Linked DNA regions of Gossypium hirsutum: region 1 is linked to region 2. The links are chromatin contacts, called in public Hi-C maps. All regions are on one chromosome and are shown on one strand. The core of a region is the stretch at or near the end of the contact, and the rest is flanking DNA. Distances in the headings are between cores, read along the strand shown. Region 1 holds the start of LOC107898976. Region 2 holds the start of LOC107898979 (probable protein S-acyltransferase 6).

The links. A called contact is a pair of places that touch in the nucleus more often than the background predicts.
Region 1: a Hi-C map of leaf shows a contact between it and region 2, with 2.6 times the contacts expected there. The contact joins the promoter of LOC107898976 here to the promoter of LOC107898979 in region 2. A contact is called at or near these places in 2 of 34 Hi-C or Micro-C datasets (both in leaf).

The regions. Positions count from the first base shown.
Region 1 is chrA04:81,417,585-81,422,939 of Gossypium_hirsutum_v2.1, reverse strand. LOC107898976 reads left to right here and starts at 3,526. Exons shown (of 2, transcript XM_016824553.2): 1 at 3,526-3,952; 2 at 4,243-4,704. The coding sequence starts at 3,703. The coding sequence ends at 4,445. LOC107937296 (probable protein phosphatase 2C 58) reads left to right here and starts at 402. Exons shown (of 5, transcript XM_041111507.1): 1 at 402-726; 2 at 1,186-1,428; 3 at 1,537-1,813; 4 at 1,914-2,068; 5 at 2,157-2,910. The coding sequence starts at 694. The coding sequence ends at 2,294. It overlaps LOC121228206 (a long non-coding RNA gene), which reads right to left. Exons shown (of 3, transcript XR_005925766.1): 3 at 5,345-5,355.
Region 2 is chrA04:81,211,031-81,215,953 of Gossypium_hirsutum_v2.1, reverse strand. It overlaps LOC107898979 (probable protein S-acyltransferase 6), which reads right to left and starts at 3,066. Exons shown (of 7, transcript XM_016824559.2): 1 at 2,781-3,066; 2 at 2,506-2,703; 3 at 2,240-2,422; 4 at 1,836-2,144; 5 at 1,271-1,355; 6 at 1,123-1,268; 7 at 240-1,040. The coding sequence starts at 2,610. The coding sequence ends at 597.

The DNA.
Region 1 (5,355 bases), core at 2,277-4,776, 210 kb before region 2:
TTGAGAGATCGTTACTTGGACTATAGATTTAAATATTTGTAAATATTTTTTTTTAAATTTGAGTATTATAAAATTAGATAATTTATAGATTTTTATATTAAAATTACTATTTGATGCGAATTTAGATGTTTAATAGTATTATTCAAATACTTTACATATAATAAATGAATTTAAAATTTTAAATAAATTTATGAATTTAAATTCGAATGATTTTTTTTAAAAAAAAATCTAATCCGAAATAATTTCAACTATTGTTATTATAAGATTTTATTATTAAACTCGTATTATTAAATTAGTAAAACTTATAATAATAATAATAATAATAATAATAAAAGAAGAAGGGAACAAAAACAGCTAGCCCAAGAATATAGTATAAAGGGAAATCTAATAATAAAAAAAGATGGTAATCTTAATAATGTGAAGAAAAGTCGTCGGCAAGAACGCGTTCATTTCAAAACACGCGGGGCGGAAAAGCTAAACTCACACTTAGGTCACATTTTCGGCGGTCAATCTTCCTTTCCCTCTCCTCCTCTGTTTCTCTATATACACTGCTTTTTGTCCTCTGCTCTGAAGCTTTTCTTCTTCTAACATCAATTCTTCAGCTTCTCTACTCTCAACTTTTTGGTTATTTTCAGTGTTAAAAGAAAATTTGTTTTTGGTGCTTGCTGTAATAAAGGAAAAGGAAACTACAACATGCATGGGAAAGATATTCTTCAAAAAATGAAGGTCAGTTTAAAGTTCAATCCTTTTTTTTATTTTTATGATGCTTTGATGTATTGTTTTTGGAAAAAAAAAAGGTTTCATATTGCTTGGTTTATTTCCTAGTTTTTGAATATAGTTCTTTATTGACAAATGAGTTAAAGATTGTAATTTTATATACATTTTGGGATTTAATGCATAAATTTGCTTAAAACTTTATTTGGCTCCTGAATCAAACTATTTGTGTGTATATATATATATATATATATGTTTTGAATTTTATAATGTATTCTTATTGTTGAATTACTTCTGATTTTCTTATACAAGGCTTACCAAGGTAGATGTTAGCTTAGCGTGCTTAGTTTCTAAGAGATGATTTTTTATCCTTAGAATGTAATTTATGAACTATAAGAATAGTATATCTTTTGGGGATAAATAAATCTAGTTACTTTTATGTCGGTAACGATGTTATGTTTTCATCTGAAGGCTGGGCTATTTTCATCTGGGGCTGACACAGGGAAAGGGAAGAGCAAAATGTCAAAGCATACGACGCACGGTTTTCATTGCCTGAAGGGAAAATCAAATCATGACATGGAAGATTATGTTGTTTCTGACTTCAAGAAAAAAGACGATAGTGAGTTAGGTTTATTTGCAATCTTTGATGGACATTTGGGCCATGATGTTGCAAAGTACTTGCAGAGTCATCTGTTTGATAACATCTTGAAACAGGTAAGAGTTTAGTGTAAGAATCAACATATGATTCTGTCACTTCCCTTATATATAGATATATATATATGCACACACTTACAGGATCTCTTATGAAACATTTGTATGCAGCATGATTTTTGGACCAACATGGAGGATGCAATAAGAAGAGCTTATCGCTCCACTGATGCAGAAATACTGGATAAAGCAAAGGTTCTAGGCAGAGGAGGCTCAACGGCCGTGACGGCCATACTTATCAACAGTCAGAAACTGGTAGTGGGGAATGTAGGAGATTCTCGGGCAGTTATGTGCAAGAACGGTGTGGCAGAACAACTATCCGTTGATCACGAACCAAGCACAGAGAAGAGATTGATTGAGAGCCGCGGTGGCTTTGTATCAAACCTTCCAGGTAATACTAACTAGAACAAATACTAGCAATTCTGCAACTCCATTATCTGGTATCTGGTATCTGGAAATTGGAACTGACATATATTATCTGATCCTCACAGGGGATGTTCCACGGGTTGACGGGCAACTGGCTGTAGCAAGGGCGTTTGGCGATAAGAGTTTAAAGTTACACCTTAGCTCCGACCCCGACGTGAAAGTGGTGACTATTGATGATGACACAGAGTTCATTATTCTGGCCAGTGATGGGATATGGAAGGTTATTACTTTTGCAATTCTAGTTTCTCATGCAAATATTAATTCAATCGAGATTCAAAGTTTCTCATGTTTAGCGGATCTCGTTGCAGGTTATGTCAAACCAAGAAGCAGTGGACGCCATAAAAAACATCAAGGATGCTCAATCAGCAGCAAAGCACTTGATTGAGGCAGCAGTTTCTAAGAAGAGCAAAGATGACATATCTTGCATCGTTGTAAGGTTCCGGTGATATATTTCTTCCGATGAGTACCGAATTAATGAGAAAATGAATAGCTAAATATGTGTATACCATGCCACGTTTTTTATCCTCTTTATAGCTATAGTGATTGTTGCAGCCTACCATAAAACTGTTTGTATGTAAAAAGTTGACCCAGCTTTATAAAAATGACTACTTGAATTGTCTGCAACGTCATCGTTGATGATATGTTGTTGATTTTCAATGTTATCAAGGATAGGACCGTCCATGCCTTCAAGGCTTCCATACATAACTGAAGCATCATCATGACATGTGAAGGGTGACGATTTTGAATGGTTTCTTCCTTTAATAAAGATTGTTACAAATAAAAGGAAAAGGGAAAAGGGAAAAAAGAAAAAAGTACACTCTTATGGTGATGGTGATGGTGATGATGATGCATGTTGATGTTGTTTGTTGTGTGTGAGTGCGAGTGTGAATGTGTGTAAGACAATGAAAGGATTGATGGATGATTCTTTCCTTCATATCCTCTGCCTTTCAAGAAGTTAAATTTCCATGAATATTAAGAATATATTTGTAGAATATGTTGTGCTTATCATCCAAAAAGGAAAAAGAAAATCAATAAATTGCTAGCAAGTTTTACTGAGTACAATCCATTCAACGTATAAATATAAATACATGTTGTCGATTTATTATTAGTTTAATTGTTTTCGATATTATTATCAATATAAGAGGATATGAATTCGAGAGTATTAAAATGCAAGTAACACAAACAATTAATTTATAAAATGGATAAATTTATTATTCATGTATAGCATTTTATTTTTTAAAAATGTATTTATTTTGATGAATTAATTTGTCTCGTTATAAATTAATATAGTTAAAGTTTTTTAAAATATATATATATAAGCTTTCAAAATTTTAAAAAGAAAATTCACGTTAACATTGTTTTCAATTTCTTATTTTGAAATTAATAATTTAAATTCTCAAGGAATAAAAGTATTTATTAATTATAAAAAACTAAAAGGAAAAACTAACTTAACGAGTAAGAAGTTACTTGGGTAAGTATTTATTAATTATAAAAAAAATAAAAGGAAAAACTAACTTAACGAGTAAGTAGTTACTTGGGTACAGTAATGACTGAAACCCCTTGGAGAAGGGGAAAAGTCTCGGTCTTCCCGCCATCGTTGACCTTAAGCACCAATACAATTCAAACACGTGTAAAATTCAAATAAACCTCCCACCACTATTAATGATCCTCCATTCGAAACGAAAGATATACACGGGTCACCCAAATTCCCAAATTTCTTAGAAACCCTAAATCTTCTCTAATTGTTTATGCCCATTCTGCCCTCCCATAAAAACCGTTAGAGATATTCCTAGGGTTTGCATTTGCGGTTTGGAGGATAAGCTTTTAGACAAAGCCAAATCTTGGATTTGAGGAATGGCGACTGCGACGGGACAGGCGAACGCGAAGAGAAAGCCGGTGTTCGTGAAAGTGGAGGATTTGAAGCCCGGTACGAGCGGGCACACTTTGATCGTCAAAGTGGTGGAGATGACCCCAGTCAAGACTTCCGCCAGGCCCAACAGGTCCCGTGCTCTCCTTTCTCGACCTGTACCTCCGGCCCGGATCGCTGAGTGCGTCGTTGGGGACGAGACTGGCACCATCATCTTCACCGCACGCAACGAACAAGGTATTTATTTTTCTCTATCTATATGTATACACTAGTTTCATAGAAATTTATAGCCTCTGTATTTAGATCGATTTTATTTGCTCAGCGTTTTATTGGGTCAGCCTATATTTCATAATAAACCAAGTTGGTTGTACTTGTATAGACGTTTTGTCTTTTCTATTTCTATTTTGGGGACTATTTTAGTAGTCTAGAACAGAGTATTATTTGGAAGGAAAGAATTCTGACTGCAAGACTTAATTGAATTAAACAAGTACCTATGTAATATCATGATTTTGATGTTGGTGATGCAGTTGATCTTATGACAAAAGGTGCAACCGTGATTTTACGTAATGCTAAGATTGTTATGTTCAAGCGAACAACAATGAGGTTAGCAGTTGACAAATGGGGACGGATCGAGGTAACCGAACCTGCTAAATTCGCAGTTAAAGAAGATAATAATCTTTCTTTAGTTGAATATGAGCTTGTTACTGTTCCTGACCAGGGCATGAATTAGGGCCTTTGTTTATTGTGAGTGAATGATTGAATATATATATTTCTAGGAAGTTAATACTTTTTAAAAAGTAACCATTGGGCTTGATTCTTGGCTTGGTTTTGTGTCATGATCAGTCCTTTGAGATTGCGGTAGTACTTATTAGTATTGGACATATTTCATTGTGAAATCGAGTTTAATTCTCTTTTGCTTCTTGTTTATGTTATGACTATCATCAGCTTAAAGTTGAAAAAGTTAAATGCAATAAGAAAGCTGTTGTTCACTTTGATTTTCTCATTGGTGATATTATTGGTTTGTCGGGATGAATGCTAAATAAGTTCAGGTTATAACTTTAGAACACTTATGAAACATTTTCCCATCCAATTTCAAGGTGTTTACATCTTGGGGTTTTTTTTCCCACCTTGCCGAGATCCTTCTTTGGAGTGCTCATTGTTGAGACACGGTTGATCCATCCTACTTACCCCACTTATTGGGGTGTTAGAAACGAGATTGCCCGTATCTCTATGATAAAGCTGCCCCTCCAACAAATAAAACAAATGCAAAGATTGGTGATGTTATTGATTAACACCAATCAAATCATTTGTGGTACATTTTTGTACTCAAATGTCTTTGAGCTAGGGAAGGCAATAGAAAATGGTTTCAAAACTTAGGAAATTCAACTTGGCTTGGCTCCTCATCTGCCCAATGAGAATATCAGCTATATATACATACATATGATACTCTCTTAGGAGGAAGAACTGTTTTAAATTCATTAAACGTTCTCCAATCCTACGAATACTAGTCATACATGATCATTGGAAGCTGATACATATGACACTCTCTTAGGAGGGAGAACTGTTTTAAATTCATTAAACGTTCTCCAATCCTCCGAATACTAGTCATACATGATCATTGGAAGCTGATTGAATAGAAA
Region 2 (4,923 bases), core at 1,817-4,316:
AGATGAACCGTTCTTATGTATTCTAGTGACAAGTTAAAAAGCCTAACCAAATTCAAATTCCTACCACAAGCTCAAAGACATCAAAACCATCAACTCCATAGGAGACGACTTAAACTTGCCTTCGATAAAACTCGGTTTCAGGAAACTCAGGAAGCAAATACTGGCATCAACACCATAAGAGTTTTAAGCAAGTTTATGCCCTAAAATATCGACGAAAAGTAGGAAAAGGACCCAAGGTATTTCTACAGTATATGAAACCTTTCTACCATTGATATTTAATTTGTCCTTCACATACATATCAAATCAATTACAAACACCCACTCATTTCCTCACGAACCAACACATTATAGCACAAAACTTACCCCAAGCAACTATCAAAGCAATAAGATTTATCACAAGAACCCTGCATACCTTAACCAAGACCAGAACCTTCCTTCCTTGCAAAGACAAATAAAAGCCTAAAAACCAACATCCTAATGATTACTATCTTAGTGACATAGTTCAGTTGCCAATTTCAACCAATTGGGTTGGCAAATTTCAAGTACTTCTAAGTTTGTTAATATGCTTTTCTCACTATAATTTAGGTGAAACCAGCTTTAGTGGCCTTTTTTACAAACTTTCTCCCTATCCTTGAAACCTTGTTCCATTGCAAACTCAGCAGACATCACACTTATATCGGGTGAGATCTCCCAATTGGAATTTTCACACTGGATTATGTGCCTTGGTTGTGTTCCACATCTTTCCAATCCACCAACGCTATCAATCTGGCTGTGTATATCTTCAAAATCCTCGGCAACAACAGCTTGCCGCTTTCCTGTCTCAATGTCAAAGCTTTTTTTTCCTATATTTGGGCTCATGGGTCGTGCCAATGACATTGTGCTACCAAAGAGAGAAGATGAGTCCACCTTGACCATTTCCCTGAAGTTACTTTTAGACTTTGGAATTTTGGACAAGAATACCTCAGAAACGTTGTGAACACAACCACGGTTATAAGGATTCCTTTTCGAATCATAACGATACCGAAAATTCTCATATGTTGTCTGCAAAAACATAAAATAAGCAAAGACAGAGAAAGAGGACAGACAATAATGGAAGAAATGAAGGAAAAGAAGGGATCACAACCTGGTTGGTACAAATCAAATAGAGGTGAAACACGGTGAGGCCTCCAACAAACCAGGCAGTCATAAATGTATATAGTATAAGAATCCCTGAAACAGGGGACTTCAAGAATGCACTCCAGAGATTACAATCGTATTCAGCCATTATTTCTTAATGGTTACCCAGCTAAAGACAAAAACGTATAGGCATAGTATGGTTGTCGAAGACACGAACATGAAGAAGAATCTATAATTTCTCTGTCAAGAAACAATTTTACATGTCAACCCTTGAGGATTAAAAAGTTCCCACAATGAAATCCAACAAAGCACATGAGAAATCACCTAATAATCACATCGATGTCATAATTACAGGTAAAAAAGTAAGATGAATCAGAGAAGCAGGACACTTTTATAGTCTAGGCAAGCCATAGGGCAATGTTTTCAATTTAAAGGACCAAGATCTCACTTCACAATGACAATAGTCTTGTAGACATTCAATAATTCAATCTGTAGACTCCATTTGAAAGACTCTACCCTTTCTCTTATACAAAATAAATAAATAAATAGAGAAACATATCTTAAATCCTTCCTCTTAAATTGATTCTTATAAAGTTGAACTGTAAAGTTCTATAAGCATCATATTCAATCACAAAGCATCATTTCTCATTTGGTTCAACAATGATTAAATTAACCCACGTTTTTCATGAACTGAAAAATTAAAACAGAAGCATAACATACCTTCCCAATACACTGCCCTACCCAGGGGCAATGGTGATCGAAACGCTCCACACAATTATTGCATATAGAGCAATGTGAGCAACGTGGTGGACGGTATAGCATGCAAGTTTGGCAGTATTTAACCTTGACAATCACCCCATTAACCACAACATCTTTGGTAGGTGGTAAATTAGGAACACCAGCACTGCTCTGACTCCCTAGCCAATCCGTAGACATAGTGGAACCATCTTCCTCCAGTTCTGGAGGATGGGAGTTTCGTGGAATAATGCCAGGATCTCTCCCGGAAGTGAGGAGCAGGAGAATAAGATCCTGAACTAGTTTCACACCCAAAACAATGTTAATTACAAAACAAACCCGGAAAGCGAATAGAGATTTGATTGGCTTTATGGAAGAGGAGAACTTACATATACGGTTAGGAGAATTAGAATAAATATAATGAGTTTGCCAAGATGTTTGTCAAATGCGTAAATGATTCTTCGAGAAACGAAAGCGCAAAATAATAAGACCGGGATCACAATCAGAGATATCGTAAGGAAGATTGACCTTACATCGGGACCGAATATCACTCTACCTCCAAGGAAAAATTTCTAGGGAGAAAGATTATTAAATTGTTTAACTGCAAGAAAACATATTAAAAGTAAAAAAAAAAATTGGGAAAGTAGTAAATTACATTGCTTCCTTTCCAAACTTGATAGACTCGAACGTCAGTGGCATTGTTGTCGATGACACGGCGGTCGAAAACAGAGAGCTGAGCCGGGAATGGAGCTCTGTACATTTCTTGAAACCAGAACCTGATCTCTATCTATAATAATTTATCTATCTATCTACCTATGTCTTTTACTGCTATAACATTTGTCCCTCGGCAACTCTGAAGTCAATAACAATTTTTCACATTATTATCATTCTTTTTGGAGAAAGATAAAAGAGTTCTTTTTAAAAAAATACCTGGAAAAAAAAGGGAAATGAAAGAGGAAGAGAGAAAGTGTCCAGAGTAGCAGGGGAAAGGGTAAAATGGCCAAAAGATCGATGTCCGAGCAGAGCAGGGGAGATTAGAATCTCTCTCCAAAAAGTTTAAAGCCAAAAAAGTTGGGAAAAAAGGCCAGCAAAGATGGTTACACAGACAGATAGACAAGGAGAGATTGGGATTGCACATTTCGCTCGCGTGGCGATTTTTCGCCAAACGAGTCGGATCATCGATTTTGACGACTATTTGTTGCACTCCTTTTCCTTTTCTCTTTTTTCCTTTTATTATTATTATTTATTTTACTTGCTGTGTATACAATAATGAAAAGACTTTATACCACGACCTGGTCTTCGACTCTTCGCTGGAGTGCCAAATGAATCCAAATTCTAAAACCCAATTCTAAAAAGGTGAATTTCCTGAGAGGTCACTCTATTATAGGGGCCTGATCAAATTAGTCCCTAAAATATTAAATGGATCAATTTAATCCTTATATTATTCAAAAGAATGAAATAAGACAAAATTGGAATAGAGTTAACATTACTTCCTAAAAAATACCATTTACCGTTTAATAAAATTAATATTTTTAAAGTTTTTATGATTCTATAAATGAAATCTTTTATTTGGAATTGAACTGCAATTGAAAATAATATTTTTCAAGATACTTTTTATATTGTAAATGTTAACTCTATTGCAATTTGGATTTATTTGATTCTTTTTTAATAGCATAGGGGCTAAATAAATCCATTTAATAATAGAGGGACTAATTTTATCCAATCCTTATAATATAGAGACCTCCTCGGTACTTTAACCATTCCAAAAACTTTATACTTGAATTCCATAGTTGTTGAATCTGAGTAGAAGCAGATCAAATCGATCGAGTTGGGTATTAGTCAATACATTCGTTTGAAATAAGGGAGAGAACTTGTTAATTTGTGAACCAATATAAACCAATTGAATTAGGATAAAAAAATTGATTAAACCGATGATTGAATCGAGTTTTATAATTTTTAATATTTTTATTTATTATTTTTAATAATTTATTTAATTGAAACTTGATCAATCAAATTAATTACATCAGGAATTGGTGGCATGACTGATCCAATTTCAACACGTTGAATTCATTTAAATATGATTTGATAAAAAAATTAAATTTGAAAAAATCAAATTGAAAAGGAATTAAACTCGAAAAATTTGAATATGAGATTCAATCAAACCTTAATTTGAATTGAATACTAAGAACAAAATAATTAAATTTTAATTAAATATTTTTATAAAAATTTTCATTATTAATTTTATTCTAATATTTTTAATAAATTTATTAAAATATATATTATAAATAATATTTTTTTAAGGAATTGAGATTACCATCAACACAATAATCACAAAATGCTTTATACTATTAGGGGCATTTGATTCAAGGAATCTTACATTCCTAGATAATGTAATATTTCTCAATAACATTATGTTGTTTAGATTTTAAGATTAACATTAGCCAATAATCTTGCATTCTCAATAGTGCCAAGAAACTTTGGGTACTAAAATCTAAAGTTTAACTTTGTATTTATATGAGGAAGAGTATTGCTCAAGGTAAATGTAATGCCCCAAATTTGATAAATTTGTTTCTATGAGTTTCTATTGTGTATTTGCTTTAGTGGTTAAGTGTTCTGAGTGTGTGTGTGAGGTCCCAAGTTCAAGCCTTGCATTTGAAAAATTTTGGCTTTTTCCTAAATTAAGCCTTAACTTCTAGGCAGCAAGCTTATATTAAACTATTTGTAATTTCATATTAGAATGGGTCTGCTAGTCTAGTAGTTAAGTGGTGTGACTGATTACTGAAGGTCTTGTGTTTGAATACCCATGTGAGCGAGAGAGTAATTCTTTTTGCTCTGGGCGTGTGACGTCTAGGGGAGTTCGATTAGAATTGAAATTCTGAGAGGTTGTTGGGTAATGGGATACTGGAGAGAATTAGGGGATACTCAATCAGTCTTGGAGTTTTCTCAAAAATCTTCTTCTCCCTCTGACGTTTTTCTCTGCTTTTCACTACCAATTTTTCGGCTTTCCATATTTTTGTTTCCATTAGTTTCTTCTTCTTGCCGCCATCTTTTTCTATTTCCTCTTTGCTACTAT